Regions from separate parts of the Mus musculus genome. Here region 1 is linked to region 2. The links are chromatin contacts, called in public Hi-C maps. All regions are on one chromosome and are shown on one strand. The core of a region is the stretch at or near the end of the contact, and the rest is flanking DNA. Distances in the headings are between cores, read along the strand shown.

Evidence for each region. Hi-C and Micro-C count contacts between places; a contact is called where the count stands out from the background.
Region 1: a contact with region 2 is called in a Hi-C map of the G1E-ER4 cell line, with 1.9 times the contacts expected there. The contact joins the promoter of Mindy3 here to the enhancer-like site in region 2. A contact is called at or near these places in 2 of 484 Hi-C or Micro-C datasets (the G1E-ER4 cell line and nephron progenitors), 1 of 115 datasets of contacts at active chromatin or transcription factors (embryonic stem cells) and 3 of 9 other capture datasets (adipose tissue, liver and pancreatic islet).

Annotation. Positions count from the first base shown.
Region 1 is chr2:12,417,130-12,424,025 of GRCm38.p6, reverse strand. Mindy3 (MINDY lysine 48 deubiquitinase 3) reads left to right here and starts at 4,566. Exons shown (of 15, transcript NM_024185.4): 1 at 4,566-4,867. The coding sequence starts at 4,774. It also overlaps the pseudogene Gm13321.
Region 2 is chr2:12,370,402-12,377,889 of GRCm38.p6, reverse strand. The region is part of intron 10 of Mindy3 (MINDY lysine 48 deubiquitinase 3); the gene reads left to right. Among named protein-coding and RNA genes, the nearest start is that of Mindy3, 45 kb to the left of the region's middle. Within about 2 kb of position 5,864, at least 14 of the 459 cell types and tissues checked have an H3K27ac peak or open chromatin away from gene starts, as enhancers often do. A contact at or near this core is called in the G1E-ER4 cell line, where this site is marked.

The DNA of each region.
Region 1 (6,896 bases), core at 3,317-5,816, 47 kb before region 2:
TACAGAGAATAAGTGATCATAGAGTGCCCAACTATAATAGATACATATGCAATCAGAGCCTATGTTCTTTGGACTCATGGAAAATCACAGAAGGGGCAGAAAGGTAGGAGCCAGAAGATCGAGCTGCCGGATGCAGGATGGTGTTAGATAGACACAGCAGGGAAGCTGTACCCATGAAACCACAGCTGTATGGGTGCCTACAAAAAAATCTGTATAGTGACAACATCAGGTGACAGGGACTTGTAACCTTCCCCCAGCCTGAAGCTGGCTGAGCCAGACCTTGACTTTGCTGCCACTAAGGAGATTGCCTAGGGTGGAGCCTTCCTCCCTAGATCACTCTATTGTTCAGCCACTGTCACTGCTCCTCTCCAAGATACTTCTACCTGCTGGGAGGCCGCAAGAGACTACACCCTATCCTGCACGTTGCCACCTGCAGCTGGGCTCCAAGAATGAATTGGCGGGAATGGGCCTCTCCTCCCCCCTTTATAAGCGCATTTGCCATTAAACATTTTGTAAGATCCCCTTTCAGGGACCCCACTCTAGTCTCGGGAGTGTGAGAGCACCCAAAGAAACACGAGGACCCATCTTGTTGTAATTACATGAGGACGTTTAATTATGGAGCTCCGGACCGACATGTATCTCACACAGGAGATAACGGATGCGGGCCACGAGGCTCGAAAGCTAGGGGTTTTTATGGGGTAAGGGGCTTAGGGGTGTGGAATTCAGCACAGCGACACACTATTGGCTTATTTAAACATCAGCAGAAAAATTACATGTACGTGCAGGGTGTCAGAGTTCTGTGAGTTGTTGACTCAGTTCAGATAGCCCTGCTATGTCTTCACATTCCCCTTTATCTTATGGTCAAGATGTTCCCAGGAATGTTTTAACTATGAGGCATACCCAGGTTTGTTTTTCTCTTTTCTCAGCCCCAGGCAGCCTCTAGGCTCACAAACAACCAGCAATTTCTGAGTACTTTATATGACTTACAGGTCTTGAAATTTCATCTTTCTTTCAATTTGAGCTTTGATCAAGAACCTTGACTTAGCTCCATTTTTCTCTCATCTGCTTAGTTTCCCTCTCTTTCAGTTCCGGCCTGCCACTCAGGTGTACCCTGTCCATGTGAGCCACTGGCCGGCTCACAACAAGGACTGGGGAAGTTTCCCAAGGTCCACTCCTGACATGTATACCTATAATCCAACCAACGTCTGCTGAGAGAAGGGGACTCGGCTTCCTCCAGGAATGAGCTCGCCGATCCCAAAGTAGTCAGTCAGCTCTACACACATGTGAATATGCACAACACTAAACAGACTCATTAGGGGCTGTGTATAACAAGAAAAAAGAAAAAGTCACAAATGCAAGAGGAATCCAAGAGGCCATGGGGGGGGGGGGGGGTTGAGAGAGGGAGTGGAAAAAAGATTCAAATATAGTATGGTGATTTGTCTGAGAATGGCTCACACGGGGTGGTGCATTTGAAAATTTATACGCACATGGTGAAAATACTTGGAAGGCTTACGAGGTATGGCCTTATTGGAGGAAGTGTGTTACAGAAGGAAGGCTCTGAAGGTTTAGAAGACACATGTTCACAGTGTTCTCTCTGATTCTGCCTGCACTGTGAGAAGTGATCTCTCAGGTGTCCCTGATGCCATTATTTTACTCCAACCATCAGGGGCTTTAACCCTCTGGAACTTTCAGCCCAAGTAAACACATTCCTCTATAAAGTTGCCTTAGTCATGGTGCTTTATCACAGCAATAGAAAAGCAATTAAGACATAGTATTCGTTATGAAATTAAATATGTATATATATTTAAATTGAACAAAAGCATGCTTTTAAAATACAGCCTTTTCTCTCTGTATTGCTAGATATCGGATCAGCTATGTAATAACTATCATTATACCACTGGGAAAAACAAATATAATATTGAATTATTAAATGAATATATACATATACATACACACACACACACACACACACACACACACATACATCTATTTATGTATATATTCTGCCCTCCGGCCTCTGGTGAAGCCCAAGATCGTCAAAAAGAGGACCAAGAAGTTCATCAGGCACCAGCCAGACCGATTCGTGAAAATTAAGTAAAACTGGCAGAAACCCAGAGTCATCGATAACAGGGTGCGAAGAAGATTCAAGGGCCAGATCCTGAGGCCCAACATTGGTCACCGGAGCAACAAGAAAACCAAGCACGTGCTGCCTAGCGGCTTCCGGAAGTTTCTGGTCCACAATGTCAAGGAGCTGGAAGTGCGGCTGTGTAACAAATCTTACTGTGCTGAGGTTGTTTGCAGCGTGTCCTCTAAGAACCGAGGAGCCATCGTAGAATGAGCAGCACAGCTGGCCATCAGAGTCACCAATCCCATCGCCAGGCTACGCAGTGGAGAAAATGAAGAGATGGCTTGTGTGCATGTTTTGGGTTAAAATAAAATCACAAAAACTGCAAAAAAAAAATTACACCTTCCGTTTGAGATATGTATGTCTTAAGAGTTGGCAAAGCTGGAATGTTGGTTTGTCACAGGAAGTAAATTTTAGTCCTAACTTTCAGTATATGTTTCACTCCTTTGATTAATACTTATTTTATTATAATATTTCATGCATCTGCATTTTAGGAAAAAAGTAAATAACTCTCTGCAATTGTAAGGATACCATGGTCATAGAGAGTTACAGATGAAGTACTGTGAAATTTCACAAGTTATTGTTGGTTTAGACTGTAATGACTGAAGAAAGCTTTATGTAAAATAACATGCATATTCTGTCTTATAAAATAGCTAAGATTCACTGTATAAAATTAGGTTAAAGAAAACTCTAGGACCAATAAAATAGCACATTAGTAGATTAACACATAAAACAGATTAATGAGTTTGATGCCTAGCCTGAAACATGCCTTCCATCCTCAGGAATGAAAGACCCCATTACCTCAGGTTTTCCTCTTATACTACATGTGTGCCATGCTATGCAAAAACCCATATGTGCAAGTGTGTTTACACACACACACACACACACACACACACACACACACACACACACACAGACACACACACACAGACACACACACAAATAAATAAATGTAATTTTTTTTTTTTTTTTTGAGACAGGGTTTCTCTGTATAGCCCTGGCTGCCCTGGAACTCACTTTGTAGACCAGGCTGGTCTTGAACTCAGAAATCCATCTGCCTCTGCCTCCTAAGTGCTGGGATTAAAGGTGTGTGCCATCATGCCTGGCATGAATGTAATTTTTTAAAAAATAATATAGAGAATACAAGAGACATTTTTAAAAACTCATGAGGAAGGCCGTGGTCACAACAGGTATTTTTAGCAATCCCCTGGTACTACAGGGAAGAATGCTTTAAAAAAACTATACATTAGGAAACCCTTGTTTTCAAACTGGGTGATTTAAAATGAGTTCATTTATCTTAACTAGTTAACGTGGAACAAGATAAGATATCTGTATTTTGAAATCAGCAAACTATGTGTCTTGAAAAATTACTATATTAAATAGCAAGGTGCCTAAAATGTGAGTCATTGGTGTTGCATCAAATTGCCACAAAATATCTTAATGAATAAAATATCCCTTGTTTTGTGAATATATTCCATATGCCAGAAAGGACCTGGATCCTTTTACACATTTTTTTTCTTTTATACCTCACAATATGTGTAATGGTGATAAGTGTATGGCAATTACTAATTTAGGGAACAACAATCAAAGGTGGAGTGAAGCTAACTTGATATTCAGCATGGAAGAGTCTGGGGTTTTCATGACTCAGAGTCCGACTTCCAAATAAGTATGAAATACTGCATTCCAGAAACAAATAAGCAAACAAACACCCCAATGTCCACAAACTTTTATAATGCACATTTGCCCTTTCCATTCCTAATTGTCAAAGCCAACCAATGAAAATTCTTTTTTAAATGCCACAAATAGTTTTCATACTAAGTATAATGGAATGTTAATCCTTGAATAAAACCTGGGTCTTTAATCCCAAGTACTGCCAACATAGGGGCCTTAAAATTTCGATATGAAATCTGTGCTATTTATCAATTGGTTGGTTTAGGTCAGCTTAGCCCCAGTTAGCTTTGTAATGTGTTATACCTGTAGAGGTATTTTAAATACACAAATGCATTTACAGGTGTAACTAGCTAATGACTTGGTTGGATTTTTTTTTTTTTAAGGTTTATCAAGAGACTGAGGAAGGCAACTTTCAACTCAAGGGTATAGCCCATCCTCTTATAATTCTAGCTTACATAATATTCTAGATTTCAAGGACCAGGTAACAGCAAAAGCCTCAAAGCCTGCTACAAAAGTAGAGCAGAAATCAATTTTTTAAAAAAGGTTAAGAAAAAAAGTAGAGCAGAGTCCAGGAGAGGAGGTCTCAGCCCCCTGGTAGGGCAGTGCAAAAGTCAATAGTCCAACTATCCCCAAACAGGACAGCTCCCAAAAAAAGCCAAAGTCTCCTAGCGTTTAGAGACTCTCTCTCCACTTCTGCTTCCGGGGAAGAGATTTTTTTTTTTTCTCCCAGCCCTCCGCGGGGGCGGGGCTAAAGGAAGCCGGAAGTCAGGCCGCTTCCGGCAGGGGAAACTCCTAGTTGCCGCTTCGCCCGGCTTGACAGGCGGTCTGTGCCGGCAGTGTGCTGCCCTCACCCATCTCGACCTCCCGTTCGCGTCCGACCGCTGCCGTCCCGCTGCCCTTTTCTCGAGCCTCCCCTTCCCTATGTTCCGGGACCGGAGTCCGAGAAGCAAAGACCCACTTCTTGTCCAGTTCCCATCATGTCCGAAGTGACCAAAGAGCTGCTGGAGCTGGTGTGGGGCACCAAGAGCAGTCCCGGACTGTCGGACACCATCTTCTGCCGCTGGACGCAAGGTACCAAGGCAGGGCTCCGTTCCAGCCGCTCAGCTTGGGCTCCGGGAGTCGGGCCAGGACGCCTCTTTCGGTCCCATTACCCCCGCTCCACCATCTCGCCCCGACCCCATCACCTCGGGTACCTGGCGCTTGGCCCCAATGCCCATTCTTCACCAGTACCCGTGCTTGGTCCCAGTAACCACGCTTTAGGCACTCGGGGCACCCGCGTTCTGTCCCAGTAGCTCCAGCCCCTCCGGTCCCCTCACTCCTTCCCTGTGCTCGCGCTTAGTATCCCGGCTTCAGTCCCTCTAGTATCCGCACTCTTTCCCCGTACCAGCCCTTGGTCCCAGTACCCCAGCTGCGGCTGCTCGGCTTCCCGCACTCGCTTTCTTTCCCTGTACCGGCGCTTGGTACTAGTACAACTCTAATCTTCCGGTACTCGCACTCTTTCCTACAGAGTTTGATCCCAGTACCCCTGCTCTGACCACTTTCGGGACTCTGCGCTCAGTTCTAGATCCCGGACTTGATTCCAATAACCCGGCTCAGACACCTCGGGTACTCTGTGTTAGGTTCTATTGCCATTGCTCTGGCCTGTTGGATACCCAGAGCTAGTACCCCTGCTCCAATTAGTGGTTCTCAGCCATCCTAATGTTGTGACCCTTTTATGCAGCTCCTCATGTTGTGGTAACCCCTAATTATAAAAGTATTTTGTATAAAAGTACTTCATAACTGTAATTTTGCTACGGTTACGTAGTAATATAAATATCTAATATGCGACTCCCAGGGGGTCGCGACCCACAGGTTGAGAACCATTGCTCTAAATGGCTTTTGATGAGGAAGAGTTTGAGTGAGAGAGTGTTTACCAAAGAACGCAAGTGCCTCTGCCACTCTGGGCTAACCTGCTGCAGGAGTGAAAGGGGAGGGGCCCTGGGACTGCAATGTGTGATACAAAGAGGGTGCCACTGTTAAGATCATTACATCTCCAGCCTTCGAGTGAGCTTTAAGTTATCGTCAGTGTTTGGAATGTTTTTTGGATGGGTGGTGGGAGGGTGGAGATCTAGGTGAGTAATACGGGAAAGCAGTTTCATGTTGTAATTAATGTGGTTAGGTGTGGTGCTCTGAATGGAAACACAGTGTTGCTTGCTGCTAGATTGTTCCCTTGTCTTCAAGTATCCCTGATTTTGTGATGGCATCTGATATTGTTGGTTACATTCTTTAAAGGAATATGGATCACAGCCCTTCCTCTGCTAGTCTAATGATGCTCAGAGCTACTCTTAGAGGGCAGTGATAAATGTTGCTGTCGATAGTCTTTTGGGATTATGGGAGTAGTCATAGGGCACGGACTTCCTGCATTAGTAAAGTGGCTTGATTTTTGTGGTCGATAACTGCATTGAATTGACAGCTGTAACCTCAGTCTTCGGAAAATAAGATGCAGGTATAAAATGGTTTGTAGAGCAAAGGTACACTCAGAGAGTTTGCATTTGTGAAGTTACATTTGTAAAGCTACTATGTTGCTTTGCTTTGCTTGTTAAAATAAGCCAACCCAATAACACATAGTTGTTAGTTTTTCATTGATGGACGGTTTCAGTTAACTCTTTGGAAATTCACTTCAGCTAAAGAAGTATGCATTTTGGGTTATTTCTGAGCAATTCTTATTTAAGTATTTGCTTTAATTTTTTACTTAAAATCATATGTATATGAATGTTTTGCTTCTTTGTATACATGTGCACCACGTGCATACCTTGTGCCTACAGAGGCCAAAAGAGGGCACTGGAGTCCCTGGAACTGAAGTTATGTATGGTTGTGAGCCTGCATATGGATGTTGGGAATAGAACCAGGGTCCAATTCACAAGCAGTCAGTGCTTTTAGCCACTGTGCCATCTCTCCAGATCTCCAATTTTGTTTAAAATCAATAATCCCTTTAATAAAAGGCTTGAATTGAAGTTATTTTTGCTTTTTAATAAGGTCTTACCATGTAGCTTTGTCTGGCCTTGAACTCACAGAGATCTACCTGCTTTGACCTCCTGGGTGCTGGGATAAAAGACAGTGC
Region 2 (7,488 bases), core at 4,615-7,114:
AGCTTAGAATTCCCCAGACAAGGTCAGAGAAGGAGAAGCCCTGCTAATGAAGGGAGTCTCCCATGTTGTGCCAAGCCCAGAGGCTATCCAGTCATGGTGGACTTTGACCTTAATTAGCAGAGTTTACCCACTTCTCCCCCAGATTTATTTTTTAATGGAGAAATGTCATTAAAGTATTCAACCCCCTATATTGGGGACAGCTTGGTATTGAACTAGAACCCAATTAGCAGTAACTTTTACAATGCTGTTTTAAAAAGTGGATAAGGCAGAGTGTGAACATCAAAATCAAACAAAGCATAAACCAGCAGGGAATTGAGGGGTGGGAGCCAGGAAGACAAGGGTTTACTGAACCAACTTAATTGCTCGGTGGACTGAAATCTTGAGAGCAAGTCTGTACAGAGGTTTTTGTTATTTTGGGTTCTTTCGGTTTTTTGTTTGTTTGTTTTTGAGGGTGTAAGCATTGAACTCAAACAATATTTGATTCATTTACATAGACATAACATTTTTTTTTTCTCAGTACTATGCAAGTCCCCCCAAGTTTAGTAGCCATTAGGCCCCAGCAAGATCCAAGGCTGTTAACTGTGGATGTCAGTGCCTGCTTGTCTTAAGTCTCCAGTCAGCAAGTGTGTCTAGACAAAGACCCCAGGCAAGTGGGAGGAAGATGGCGGGTCAGTCTCAGTCTGGCCTGCAGAGGCAGTGCTGCTTTCTTTTCCTGAGAGAGAGAAACCTGTAGTGATCATAACAGGGTTGTAGAACCCTGGTGGGGGTTATCTGTACAAGGGTTCTATACTGTTTTCTTTTCTTACACCAAAAGAAGAGAGGGGATAATGAATGCACACATTAAATGGTATACTTTGATTGTCAGCACATCAGGCATCCCTTGCTCTAAACCCATTAGCAGTTTAATGGGTGTTAAAGGAATTTTAATCCTGGAAGTGGGAAGTTACATTAGGGAAAACAGAGGGAAGGGCTGGGATTTATTGATCTTATCTTTTTAAGGTAGCTGTGAAGGAAAACTCCATGTTAATTATAGATGTGAAATGAACAGTAACCGATTGTCTGTGAAAAATAAATTGGCTTTAATAGACATTAATTGAAGATTAAGTAATAGTTGTTAATGTAGTTCCTTTGACCTGTGAGAGGTAGATCTAAGGTGATCCTCTGAAGCCTAAAAGAATTTTTAAGTTTACAAAAAGAGATAAATTGTATTTATGTCCATATTACCATCATTTGTAATCTAAAAACAATTTTGGGATAAAAGTATGAACATTCTTTTAGGTAGTCCTCTTGCTAGGGAAAAACAAACATTTAAACAAAATTTCTTTAGACAAAGAAGCATGAAAATTCTAAGTTTGGGGTGAGCTGCTGTTGTTCCAAGCTATATTATCTCCATCTGCAAAAGCAAAACTCTACCCTTCATTCCTGGGATGCAGGCTTACAGACAGAGACCACTTGTAGTCTGCCTGCTCAGAGGATTTGACGTGGCAGTGGGTCCAGCTGTGCCAGTGATCTGGCTAGTCCTTCCTGCTCCTGGTCTCGGGAGGAAACTGACTTTGCCATTGCCAGTTAATTGCTTTGGCTGTCGTCTTTGGGGCCCTGGCCATAGGCTAGGTCTTACCCTATAAGGGATGGAACAGTACTCCTGGCAGAGTGTTCCCCCACCCTGCCATCCTATTTCCTACTTAAACGCTTCCCCTATCATTCCCCCTTTCAAATGTCTTCTAAGGTAATTCTCTACCTTTAAGATCTATTTTCCTCCTATTCTTCCTCTTCTGCCATCTTTTTTTCCCTTCGCCAAAGCAGGCCCTTTCTGAAGTGCCTCAGAGTAATAGTGTAGAGTCAGATAAAGTACATGAGTGAGAAATGTGCTCCTGAGGTAAAATGGCAGGACTTGGAGATGCTTTGGGTTTTTGTAGACAAGATGTAGAAATGTCTAATGAGATATGTGTGTAATGATTAGAGTTGAAGGGACTCAATGGCATGTGCTTAACAGCTATGCTATTTTAAAATTTTTTATCCAATTTTTTTATCCAATTGAAACCTTGTCTCAACTCCCCAACCCACCCCACCCCCAAAAAAACAAAAACCAAAAAAAAAACCAAACAAACAAAAACAGAGAACACAGTGGAAGATGGTGATTTCAATTTAGTTGCTGAACTTAGTGCTCACCTTGTTGTATAGGAGATGCCCAGTGACCTAGAACTTAACCTTTCAAGCTGTTGGTATCTCTTTCTGACCTACAAAGAGAAATCATCTTTATAAGATTGTAAGAAAATTTTATCAGCTATTGGTTCCATCAGTAAGAAGAATATTACCATTTTTTGAACATATTAGAGGACCATACTGAAAATGTATTACATATTTTATGAAATTTTCTCTGATTTTAAATTTGAACTTTTCACTGTGTTTGTAGATTATCTTTTCTGATAGACTAGTGTTTTTTTGTTTTGTTTTGTTTTTTTGGTTTTTAGAGACAGGGTTTCTCTGTGTAACCCTGGCTGTCCTAGAACTCACTCTATAGACCAGGTTGACCTCGAACTCAGAAATGCACCAGGCTCTGCCTCCCAAGTGCTGGGATTAAAGGCGTGCGCCACCACCGACCAGCTACTACTGGTCTTTTTAAAGCTCTAACTAAACATTAGCCTGTGTTAAAAGCAAAGTTGGTATTGCTCTCGCTGACACAGTATCCTAAGGAGTCTGCTAGACAAACTCATAAAAGCTGCCCTATGCTGATTCTTGTCTTAAGGGAAGGTCACAGAATCTCCCTGTGGAGCCTTATGGAAATGGCAGAGTAGTCAAGCCGCAGAGTTCCCACAGGACCTTCTAATAGGGATGCAGGCAGGCAGGATGCAGTAAGTAAATGGACCCTTCCTTTCAAGAAGGAAACTGAACTCCTATTAAGTTGAGTAGGGAATGTTTCATGCTGGCTATCTGAGCTTTGGCAGAACAAAAAGTTTATTCTGCCAAAGGGAATATGCCCTGTGGGCATGAGTCTGCAGGAATCCCTCTGTGGTACCTCTGATGGTGTAGGGAACTTGCAAACTCACTGCACAAGAAAAAGAGTCCTTGTGCAGTAGTCTTTCAAAGTTGATCCTTAAAGAGTTTAGCACTCAAACTTACTTTGTCTTTTTAAGTCTTTCCCTTGACTATCAGAAGATGAAGCTAGTTCTTATTAAATAAGGCCTCACTGGATGAGTGTGTTCTTCGTGGAAGGAGCTGCATCCACATGTCCCTAGTCAGTGAACTTCTCAAAGTCGCACGTGCCTGCATGAGACATGCTTGCACACTTAAAGGCTGCAGTGTGACAGGCTCCTGCTGTGTGACAGGCTCTTGCCGTGTGACAGGCTCAGTGTTTGGGTCGTTGTCCTCTTAGCTTGTTCTCCTCCAACCATGATTTTCACCTGGGACTCTCTGCCTCTTTTTGTTAATGGGTTTAGGAATTAATTGCCTGGAATACTTTGTTCTTTGAGAACTTTACATTTGAAAATAATACTTTAGATATTATTGGATGGTCATCTTATTGTGCATTTTAGCCTAACTGTGGGTTAGTCATTGCTAAACCAACATTTTAAAAAATTGTTACTAACCTAAACAACTCAAGGAGTTTTGGTTTCAAAAGAACAAGGTCTAAATTCTTGTCAAAGTCATTTCAAGTTTCCTTTTGATGTTGATGTGATATTTGTAGCCTTGATTTTGTCCTATTTTGGAGCTGTAAAATCTCATTTTCATATATTCTCTCTCCCTCTCTCTCCTTTCTCTCTGTACGTGTGCATTCACACGTGCATGCACACACATTCACACATACATGTATGCACAGTATCATCTTTGATCTTTCCTATAATAAAGTGCATTTCCTCTCAGGTAAGAGCATATGAATACACATTATCATTTAAACAGAAATTACATAAAGAAGCTTAATTTAGTGTAAAGGAGAAACACAGTATACAGTGCACCGTATTTCTGTGATTGCAGTGCAGAGCAGGCTACTCTGTGTGGTGACCCATTTACCACCACAGTGAAGTAAGAGGGAGTGAGATCCTTTCTTTAGGTCCTTTCAAACTTCTCAGTTCTGTTGTAGTGGAAAATAAATGGAATGTTTTATAGTCTTTAATGTTTAGTATTCTGAGGAAAAATAGCCCTTATGTATCTTTAATTATTGGATAAAACTCTTGAGAATTAAAATACGTAATTCCTGAGCATTCTGGAATAATTTACTTCTGTATCTTAGTGAAGCTAATCATCTTATCCGTCTGTCTTAGATCTTACTATTTCTGCTAATGTTTATATTTTATAACAGACACGACAGGAGAAGAATAGATTTAAGAAACTAAAGTATTTATTTTAGATTAAATCATAATTTGTGTAACTTAACATGTTTTCCAAAATAAATATAACAAATAATTTTACCTAAAATATTTGAAAGTTTGATAAGAAGTCTATACAAATTAGTCATTTTCAATTATTTTGGTCTTAAAAACATGAAGTTTTAACTATAAGCTTTCCTAAGCTTAGCATATTTTAGGCTAATTTATTAATTTAAGATTCTGTTGATGATTTGTATCACCACCAAAGAAGGGAACCTTTCTGTTTTTGATGACTTTAGCAGGACTGTGGAGTAGACTGTCAGTGTCCTGCCTGGACTTAAGCATTCCTTGTCCTGTTGTCCTCTCTGCTGTGCTCTGGCTGAGTGCATTATCTGCTGTGGTTAACTGTGACCCTCCATCACAGTGGATTGTCTGCTGTGGATAACTGCAGCCTTCCTCTGCCTCAGTGTCCCTGCTTCCAGGAAGCAGGGCCTGCCCCCCTTGTCTGTTGCAATAGAGAATCAAATGATTGCCTAAAGAAGATAGAGCATCCTGGGCGGGGGGCCTTAAAGCTGTTCTGTCTTGATAAAGCCTGGTTTTCTTTAGCCGGTGGTTGAGTCCACAGCTTTAGCTATTTAATTGAAGGAAAAGACTGTAGTCAGTAGAGTTTATTACTGGAAGTAGCTTTTATTTTATATAAATATTATATACTTAATATATGATCATTCCTAAATGTGCTTACTGAAATCTTGGTCTACAGTTTTGGTCTAGCCTTGACATCTTTGACAATGTGATTGCTAACTCTTGCTTTGTTTTTAATTCTTACTGAATTATCTATATAAAATAGGGAAATTGAAAGAGTATTTTCTAAATTGCTCTAAAGGCAGACCAAATATAGTAGCAGTCTTGATACATTACAAAGTAGGTACCCAGAAGCATTGGGCATGAAGCATCTGGCCGGATTAAAAAGATAGTTACACATGTGGGTTTCACATGTACAGCAATGGAGAGAGGGCTACTCATTTCTCTTAGTGACGTTAATGATTATAGTGCAGGAATTTCTTATTGCCCTTACAGACATTGCCTCCCATTGCTGTGTGCTTTTACTATGCATGTAGAGCTTAGAGTTGTGTGGACGAACAATCTCAAAGGCTTTTTCTATGCTGATGACTTGGGTTTTGCTCTTACAACAGGAAAAGTACCACATAGCATGGCTACTGTGGAGGTAGCCTGGGGCTTCTGCATGTTTTTTAAAACTGAAAACTTAAAAAAAAAAAAAAAAAAAAAAAAGACTGCTACTTACCTAGCTTTAAATGATACTATGTGTTTTGAGAACATTTAATGGTTAACTAAAAAATATTTCTTAAAAAAAACAAAAACAAAAACAAAAAAAATATTTCTTGGTAGTTCCCAAATGATTTTTTGTATAATTAACAAGACCAAGTCAGGATGAAGTAGATTATGAAGTGGCTTTAGATTTTACTTAAAATCAAAAGTCAGTTACATTTCTCTTCTGGTTTGGAGGGACTCTTAATGGCAATATAAACTGTCTGCAGGTTAAAATAGCGTTTTTGTAGCTGCACTTGCTGCACTGGGTAACTAACCTGCTCGAGGTTCTTTGATTACAACCACAGATTCTTCTTGATGGTGGAGAAAGGTGTGATGAGCAGATTTTAAAGACCTCCTCAGTTACCCTGCTGGTACCTAGCCAGCACGGGCCTGCATTTCAATACACATTAAGAAGAGGTAAAGTTACAACATTGTAAAAAGACTGTGTGCAGGCGAATAATTATGCTGATAGGACACAGAATGCTGCATGAAACAGAGACATGGCTCAGATTCCTGACTGTGGCATATTGGGTATGCCCTTTGTATCTCAGTTCCTGCTTCTCTGCCTCAGAACAGCACTAGTTAACAGGAATGAAGCTGGCTGGTCTTGAAGGCTGTGGTGTTCTCCAGCAGTCCCTGTTGACCTCTAAATGAGCTAAAGACAGATGACTCATCCTAAGAGCGCCATGGCCAAAGCACTGATTGTGTCATGCGAATATATAGAGGTCATTTTAGGACAAAAATAATTTTGAAGGTAACTCTAACTGAACACATTTGACTTTTGTGTTTAAGATGTTTTCTTCCCAAGAGAATTTGAAAGCCAGGCGTGGTGGCGCACACCTTTAATCCCAGCACTCAGGAGGCAGAGGCAGGCAGATTTCTGAGATCGAGGCCAGCCTGGTCTACAGAGTGAGTTCCAGGACAGCCAGGGCTACACAGAGAAACCCTGTCTCGAAAAGAGAGAGAGAGAGAGAGAGAGAGAGAGAATATTTGAGTTTCGGATGCTTTAACCTTTTGCAGCTCTTTCCTAAGTGGTTAGAGTAGAGATGAAGAAAAGGCAAGTAACTCTGACAATGTGAGTGACTTAGAAGTACATCATCAAGGCCTCTTCAGTTAGAACTCAGTGCTGGGTGCGAGATTGGAGGCTGAGTGGTATCTATTTGAACATCACATTATAAGGTAATTTTGTTAAGATCACTATAATGAAAATGTTGTAAGTACTGTGACATGAAGTGCAAAGATAAAGTCTTTCTTTACAGACTAATAGGTGAGCCAAAGTGAGGAAGAGCTAGTCGAGGAGAAGGAGAAACTATGGATGTGTGTATTGGAAGACTGGCAATGTGCTAAATGGGAATGAAGTGTGAGAGTTCTTACTGTCTTAGAAGTAGAAACTCTGAAGGAGAGAGTCCTCTTCATACTCACACAATTATTCATGAAAGTTTTAGTTTATTTCCTCGATGTAAAATAGGAAATTTGAGAATTATGATGCCCTCACTGAAGTATTCTGCTTTAGGATTATAAAACACTCCAGGGGGCTGGTGAGATGGGTCAGTGGTTAAGAGCGCCGACTACTCTTCTCAAGGTCCTGAGTTCAAATCCCAGCAACCACATGGTGGCTCACAACCATCCATAATGAGATCTGATGCCCTCTTCTGGAGTGTCTGAACCCAGCTCTAGTATACTACATATAATAAATAAATAAATCTTTAAAAAAAAAACACTCCAAATTAAGAAGGAGTTATATTTCTGGTTAAATTTGGTACACAAATACATTGAATATGCAGCCAAATTTGCCACATGGATCCCGCAGCCATGGCTCTTTATGCTAGGAACTTTGCTTCTCCCCAGCATCCTG